2 separate regions of the Mus musculus genome follow, and region 1 is linked to region 2. A link is a contact called in public Hi-C data. All regions are on one chromosome and are shown on one strand. The core of a region is the stretch at or near the end of the contact, and the rest is flanking DNA. Distances in the headings are between cores, read along the strand shown.

Region 1 (3,785 bases), core at 1,281-3,780, 39 kb after region 2:
GCAGAGGAGGCAGAGGCAGAGGAGGCAGAGGAGGCAGAGGAGGCAGAGGCAGAGGAGGCAGAGGCAGAGGAGGCAGAGGCAGAGGAGGCAGAGGCAGAGGCAGAGGAGGCAGAGGCAGAGGAGGCAGAGGCAGAGGCAGAGGAGGCAGAGGCAGAGGAGGCAGAGGCAGAGGAGGCAGAGGCAGAGGAGGCAGAGGCAGAGGAGGCAGAGGCAGAGGAGGCAGAGGCAGAGGCAGAGGAGGCAGAGGCAGAGGAGGCAGAGGCAGAGGCAGAGGCAGAGGCAGAGGCAGAGGCAGAGGCAGAGGAGGCAGAGGCAGAGGCAGAGGCAGGGAGATCTGGTGAGTTCAAGGCCAGCCTTGTCTACAGAGTGAGTTCCAGGACAGCCAGGGCTATACAGAGAAACACTGTCTCAAAAAAATTTTTTTTAAAAAAAAGAAAAAGAGTATGTTCCAGTCTTCGGAAATAGGAACACTAGGCAAAGTCACACACTGTCTTATCGGAATGTATACAGATGTGGTAGGCCGCAACTCCAGGACAAACAAGGTGGGGTGGGGAGCTTGGTTTCCTGCCTGCTTGGCCGGTGTGAAGCTCTAGGTTCACCACAAAGGGTATACAACACAACACCAAGGAAATGATTGACACGACAGCCAAGTGTGTGGGTTCCTCTTGGGAAGAGCTTACAGAACCTTTCACAACCAATGAAAGTTAATCTCTTACAGCGTACACAAGTATTTCTTTAATTACACTTAAATGTGTGCACAAAGTGTCTCTGCACTTCTGAATGTAGGATACAGTCATCAGGATCAAGGAAGAACAGAGACAAGACAGCGTGGGGAAGCACAGCAAGTCTTAAGGCTGGGTGACAGGAATAAATCCGCACGCAGAGTAGACTGTGACAGAACACCAAAGCAGGACACTCTCTCCCAAAGCACTACATCCTTCTAGAATCTAGAGAGACGAGGACTTGAGAGCACTTGACTGATGGTGGATTTATCCTCCGTGAGAGAAGCCAGCAGGTCCTGAATGTTATCTTCAAACTGCTGATGGAAAGAACAATAGACCCCAATTCCTTACCCAAGCTTTGAGGTATAGCAATAGTACTTTCAGATGCAGAAACTGAGAGAATTCCTTCTCTCAGAACTCACTAGAAAAGGCACCTGAAGAATGTTTTCCATAAGAAGAAAATTAACCAGGACAAGATGACTAGAAATAACAAAACAAAACCAAAACAAAAACAAACTATGTAGGGGCTGCAGATGTGGCTGAGTGGTTAGAGCACTGGCTGTTCTTGCAGAGGACCTGGGTTATTAGTGCCCAACAGGGTGACGCACGACCATTTGTAACTCCAGGTCTGGGGGATTCGATGACCTCTTCTGGATTTTATAGGCACTGCACGCATGTGGTGAGTAGACATGCATGCAGGGAAAAGACCCACACATACAAAATAAAAAATAGAGGGGCGAGTGGGAAGCAAGCAAGGGTGAACAGAGAAACTGGACAACATATTAGCAGATTTACATTAGCATTACACACACACACACGCACGCACGCACGCACGCACGCACGCGCGCGCGCATTATGGTTTATGAAAGTGTCCCCCAAAGGTCCATTTGTTAAAGAATTGGTGTTGCTGAGAGCTACAAGGAAGAAGATGCCATGGCCCCTTTGGGGAGGCAGTCATTGGGATGTTCTGGGAGGAAAGTGAAGACCCTGCTCACACCTCCCAGTTTCCAGCTATGAATTGAGTGGCCATGGGTGGAGAGCACGCCTGGTATGGGGCGTGGCTACGACGCCGGTTGTTCATAGAGTGACGGGAAGGATGGGTGGTTAGGAGCGGTAGAGCGAGCTCCAGCTAGACCCTGCTGAGGAATACCAACAGTGCATACCATGGAGCCTTGGTAATGGTTTTAAGGGAATACTTGTAAGAATGGATTCTTCAGTATTGAGAGAGAAGTGTTCTAATGGCTGAATAGCCTTTTCTGTTACCTTTCTACAAGCATGGTTCCAAGCCCACCCAGCATCCCTGGGTGGCACATTTTCCTTCCCGTGGTCCCTGTGTGAGAAGCGGCATTCAGGGTTGACCGTTGTGTTCGGCTATGTGACTAAGTCATCCTTGAATGTAGTTTGTGGGCTCAACTCCAAGGTTCTTCTTGCAGTCAAAGAAAGGAATGGAGATGAGTAAGCTACCCTGACATGTTCCCCCTCTGCCTTGGCTGGAAGCTGTCTCCATGGCAGCCAGCCTACAAGATACTCTTCTGATGATGGGAAGTCAGGTGAGGGTTGGAGACTGTGTAGGAGGTGCTGCCGGGAAGTGGCTCGAGGGGTCTTCCCTCTCCCCTGGATACCATCCGGGAGACAGAGTTCAGATCTACCGGTGGGTAGTTGGAAACTGAAACAAAACAAAACAAACCCCAAATCTGCTGCTTAATTTTCCCCCCCAGTGGCTTGACCAAATAAACAAGTGGGGAAATAGTTTGTGTTTGTGTGCATTTAGCAAGCCACAGGAAGCAAGAAGCTATGGGCTAAATCCTGTGGCCTCTGTGTGGCTCTTCTTTCCCCGCTTCCATGCCCCACCCCTACCCCCTTATGGCACAGGAGCAGGGTGGGGAAGCAGGCCAGGCATCTCAATCAAGCCAGTTCTGGCTTTGCTGGAAAGGGGAGCAAGAATGCAAGTTGTTTAAAGATTTATTTATTGTGTATACATCTTCTGCCTGCATATATGCCTGCAGGCCAGAAGACACCAGATCTCATTATAAGCGGTTATGAGCCACCATGTGGTTGCTATGAATTGAACTCAGGGCCTCTGGTAGAGCAGCCAGTGCTCTTAACCCTTGAGCCATCTCTCCAGCCCAGAATGCAAGCTGTTTAAATAATCTGGTGGGTGATGATCAGTCCATTTTCTGTTGCCACAACGGCACTCCAGAGTGGGTAATTTATACAGAGAAAACATTTATTTCATAGAGCTCTGAAGGCTGAGGTCTAGGTTTGAGAGTTGTATCTGGTAAGGGTCTTCAGGTTGACAGGGACGACATGGGAAAACAGCAAGTCTCTTCCTCTGATTGTGGCCAGACATGGGGACACTGCCTATAAGTCAGCATTTGGGAGGCTGAGGCAGGGATAGCTCTAGTTTGAAGCCAGCATGGGGTATAGAGTGATACTTTGTCCCTAGGAGCTATGTAAAGGTAGAAGGAAAGAAGTGACCCCCAAAGTGGTTCTCTGACTTCCACAAGTACACTGCGTTATAGATGCACAAACTCACACACTGGTAGTAACTTTTAAAAGCAAATCTAGGGGCTAGAGAGATGGCTCAGCGGGTAAGAGCTCTGACTGCTCTTTTGAAGGTCTTGCATTCAAATCCCAGCAACCACGTGGTAGTTTCCAACCACCCGCAATGAGATCTGACGCCCTCTTCTGGTGTGTCTGAAGACAGCTACAGAGTACTTACATATAATAATAAATTAATCTTGGGGCCGGAGCAAGCAGGGGTCCTGAGTTCAACTCCCAGCAACCATCCGTACAGCTACAGTGTACTCATAAAATAAATAAATAAATCTTTAAAAGCAAACCTAAGGGGCCAGGAAAGGCCAGGTATGGTGGCACACGCCTTTAATCCCAGCATTCAGGAAGCAGAGGCAACTGGATCTCTGTGAGTGACAGCCACAGAGGAGATCTCTCGGAAGGAACAAACAAAATACACACACACACACACACACACACACACACACACTCAACTGTATTGTGCTATAATTTAAATACAATCGTGTAGTCATTCATGGTGCATTCACA
Region 2 (3,788 bases), core at 354-2,853:
ACAGCAAAACTAGACCTAGTTGTCTGTCACTTTCTACGTGCTAGCCCTTTTCCAATATGGCTTGCTGCTCTGACCTTAAAGGGCTAAAGCATCATTTCTCCACCTTCTGAACTCATGCTGGCATCAGGGTTTGCTTTGGTCAACAGAGTGCACCAGGAATGATGGGTTCTGCCCTAGAGCCACCCAGCCTCCAGAGGTCTTGTCTACTTTCCCTCACCGTCTTGGGGCTCTGCTCTGCCACTCTGGGGACAAGCCTTGCCAAACTCCCCAATGAGCCAAACTTGAGTGAGTTGGTGATGGAGCAACTCAGCCTATTTCCCTAGGGCTCATAACTTCTCAGTTATGGCCTCAGAGAGCTCAATCAAGCTTGTCAGAGCCTGGCATAGATTAGGAAGAACAGGAGTATGTGGCATCGGGGGCAGTGTCTGGGGAAAAAGGGGAGGGAGGGGGGCTGAAGAGATGGCTCAGCTGTTAAAAGCACTGGCTGCTCTTCCAGAGGTCCTGAGTTCAATTCCCAGCAACCACATAATGGCTCACAACCATTTATAATGGGATCTGATGCCCACTTCTGGCATGCAGGTGTACATGCAGATAGAATACCCATGAAAGTAAATAAATCTTTTGAAAGAAAAGTCTGTTGGAGCGAGCCATTGAGTTCTGTGTGATTTGTCATGCCGTTCAAGCTACCTGATAAAACTAAGAAGGAAAAAGGGAAAGAATGAGGGTAGGACTGTCTAGACAATTGGGCAGATGAGACTAAAACACAGCCTTGTCATGGTGGCATCCAAGAACAAGGCCATGTTTATCTTCTGGGCCCTTCTCCCCACGCCCTATCCTGAGTTCCACCATGTACCTACCAGGAAATCTTTGAATAGTAAGGTAGGTCCAGGCCCCAAGTGTGTTGCTCATTGAATTTGAGTAAATCTGTTCACAGCAGAAAGGGGCTGTGTTTGGATGCTGAGCTGTGGGCATGACTGCCCCCTAAGGGAGTTCACAGGGAAGTGACTGCAATTACCTTGATTCATACTCAATTAGTTAATTAGGAACCTTGCCCTGGCTCTACCCATTTCCTCAGTGATGTCACCCCTCAGGACCCTTTTAAATTTTTTAGTTGTTTATATTTGAGACCGGGTTTTACGTAGTCCAAACTGGCCTTGAACTCAAACCCTCTATGTGACCAAGAATAACCTTAAACTTCTGACCCTCCTGCCTCTACCCGCTAAGCGCTAGGATAGCATGCCAGTGTGCCACCACACTCAGTGTACAGGATGCTGAAGATCAAAATCAGGGTTCTCATTAGGACTGTTTGACAAAGACACAAAAAGGGATCTCTTTCCCATTGTCCTAGAAACATCCAGCCAATTGAAACTTTTGCTCTTTCGGTGGCTCAGATTCATGCTCTAGGCTGGTGCTCCAGACTGGAGGCTGCCTCCAGGACACGGCAAATACAATTTGAGCAAAGGCCTCCCCTGGGCTGCACCGGGAGGAACCCGCGCAGCTGGGCGGGCAGAGCGCGTCAGGCAGCCTTGAGGAGCGCACGCCCGCGGGTGACAGTCCCCTGCTCGGGCGCTGCTCCCACCCTTCCAGGAAGGGGCGGGGAAAAGGAGGCGCCAGAGGCAGCCACCGCGCTCCCGGAGCTCTTTAAAATCCAAGAGCCTGGGCAGCACCGCTGGCCGCGCCACATCCCGGCGCTGTTGTGTCCGCGCGTATCCAGGCGGCTCTCGTGCAACGCGGTCTCGGGACGCGCCCATGCGGCCGCTCACCATGTCTGGGCACTTTCTGCTGGCCCCCATCCCGGAGTCCTCCTCTGACTACCTCCTGCCCAAGGACATCAAGCTGGCCGTGCTGGGAGCGGGTTGTGTGGGCAAGAGCGGTAAGTGGGACAAAGGCGCGCAAAGCCGCCCAGGGACAGCGGAGGGTCTTCACCCGCAGGGATGCCGGGATGCCGGGATGCCGGGATGCAGGAAGACCCCTGCCTGTTGCTTCAGAGGTCCATTTCTGAGCTCTGGACGGGGTTGGTGCCTGTTGAGTGTCGCTCTAGTCCGGTCCATCACATTCCGCGGGGAAAGGCACTCCGCGGTGGCGGGGCTTTGTCCCGGGAACCTGGGGGGACGCGTGCTGTTCCTTTGAGGGCCCAGTTTGGAACAGCTTGACCCACTTCTTCAGCTGATTTTCCTACTTTATTTTTTCAGCAATGATTGTGCGCTTCTTGACCAAGAGATTCATCGGCGACTACGAACCCAACACAGGCAAGAATGTTTCCGTGCTTCCTGGCTCTTGTACTTGTATCTCTTTGCCCTCCCCACCCCTCTCTCTTTATTTTGCTCATGGGGCCGTGGGAACTTAGATGCAAATTCCTCTTCGTTGTACAGGCAAACTGTATTCGAGACTCGTCTATGTGGAGGGGGACCAGCTATCCCTACAGATCCAGGACACTCCGGGAGGCATTCAGGTAAGGACTGTCAGGAGGGTATGTGGTGCAGGCTGAGGTGTTTGGCTCCAGGATCTCAGTGAGATGTCTCAGCATGCCCAATATGTAGGTGTGGGCACACAAGGTGTGCTGAGGGTTGGGATGTTGGATGCCCTCCTAGGTGGCAAGAAATGGTTGATTAGAACTAGTTTCCTCTTAAATGCTAATTATAATTAGTTAATTATTTTAAAGATTGCTGTGTAGCCCTGGCTGGTTTGTAGTTCAGGTTTGCTTGGACTCCTTATAATCTTTGATGCCTCAGCCTCCCAAGTGTTGGGATTACAGGCTGAGCCACCCCCTCCCAGCAGTAGCCCTGACTGACCACTGGTGCCCGAGCTGCCTAGGCGGGCGGGCATTGACACTTTCAGAGCACATCCTGGGACAATCTAAAAACCACAGCCTTGGAACTAAGGGTCCAGTTCAGTAGTAAGGATTCCTGGGTTCCAGCACCACACTGAAAAAAGCATGGAGTAGGTGGGATTCTGGAGGGAGTGGGGTTTGCGTCCTGGCTAGGGCTGTCCCCCTCTCCCCCCCCCAAAAAAAGCTAGGGAATGTTTTCTCAAGCCAGTAATTGCAATCAGATAACCTTTTGGCTATCACTGTGGAATGCAACTTAACTAATTGCTCAGCCCTTCTAGGGAGGAAAAGGTTGAGTGGAGAGCCCAGAGAATGGAATTTGTTTCTGCAACATTCTCAAGAAGTTGACTGCTAAAAATATTTTTTTATGGGCTTGGGAATAGATATTTATGTTGGGCTGTTTCCAGGGTTTTGTTTGTTATGAATTAGTTCCCTGAAAACGAAGCCGTTCTGGTCTGTAATTATTCTTAAGTGGTTAGAGTTCACTGGAGACTGCCTGTGGAAAAAGTAGGTTACCAGTCTACATCCAGGCCAGCTCAGAAAATAATCCAGGTTGAGCACTTGTCTGAGGCTTTCTGCAGAAAGCCTCTTGTAGAAGCTAGGGAGAGCCAGACAGCAATACTCAGTGATCTCTCTGTCCAGTGTTCCTACAGGGGCTACTCCGGTGTCATGTTTGAGCTTCTTTGACCAGATTCCATTTTGTTTTTTCCCAGGCCCAAGACAGCCTCAGTCAAATGGTGGATTCTCTGACCAAAAGTGTGCACTGGGCAGAGGGCTTTCTGCTGGTTTATTCCATAACAGACTATGAGAGCTACCAATCCATCCGGCCCCTTTACCAGCACATCCGGAAGGTCCACCCTGATGGAAAAGCCCCCATCTTCATCGTGGGAAACAAAGGAGACCTTTTGCATGCCCGGCAGGTGCAGACACACGAAGGCCTTCAGCTAGCTAATGAGCTGGG

What was found. Hi-C and Micro-C count contacts between places; a contact is called where the count stands out from the background.
Region 1: a contact with region 2 is called in a Hi-C map of adipose-derived mesenchymal stem cells, with 2.6 times the contacts expected there. The contact joins the enhancer-like site here to the promoter of Rasl11a in region 2. A contact is called at or near these places in 12 of 39 promoter capture datasets (the 3T3-L1 cell line, 3T3-L1-derived adipocytes, the C10 cell line and 7 more), 1 of 15 datasets of contacts at CTCF or cohesin (large pre-B cells), 61 of 484 Hi-C or Micro-C datasets (the 3T3-L1 cell line, the AML12 cell line, B cells and 38 more), 15 of 115 datasets of contacts at active chromatin or transcription factors (T-cell acute lymphoblastic leukemia, astrocytes, bone marrow-derived dendritic cells and 4 more) and 4 of 9 other capture datasets (adipose tissue, embryonic stem cells, liver and 1 more).

Annotation. Positions count from the first base shown.
Region 1 is chr5:146,881,906-146,885,690 of GRCm38.p6, forward strand. No RefSeq gene overlaps it. Among named protein-coding and RNA genes, the nearest start is that of Gm10858, 13 kb to the right of the region's middle. Within about 2 kb of position 2,531, at least 33 of the 459 cell types and tissues checked have an H3K27ac peak or open chromatin away from gene starts, as enhancers often do. A contact at or near this core is called in adipose-derived mesenchymal stem cells, astrocytes, germline stem cells and 3 more, where this site is marked.
Region 2 is chr5:146,843,468-146,847,255 of GRCm38.p6, forward strand. It overlaps Rasl11a (RAS-like, family 11, member A), which reads left to right and starts at 1,604. Exons shown (of 4, transcript NM_026864.1): 1 at 1,604-1,873; 2 at 2,193-2,249; 3 at 2,373-2,452; 4 at 3,541-3,788. The coding sequence starts at 1,750.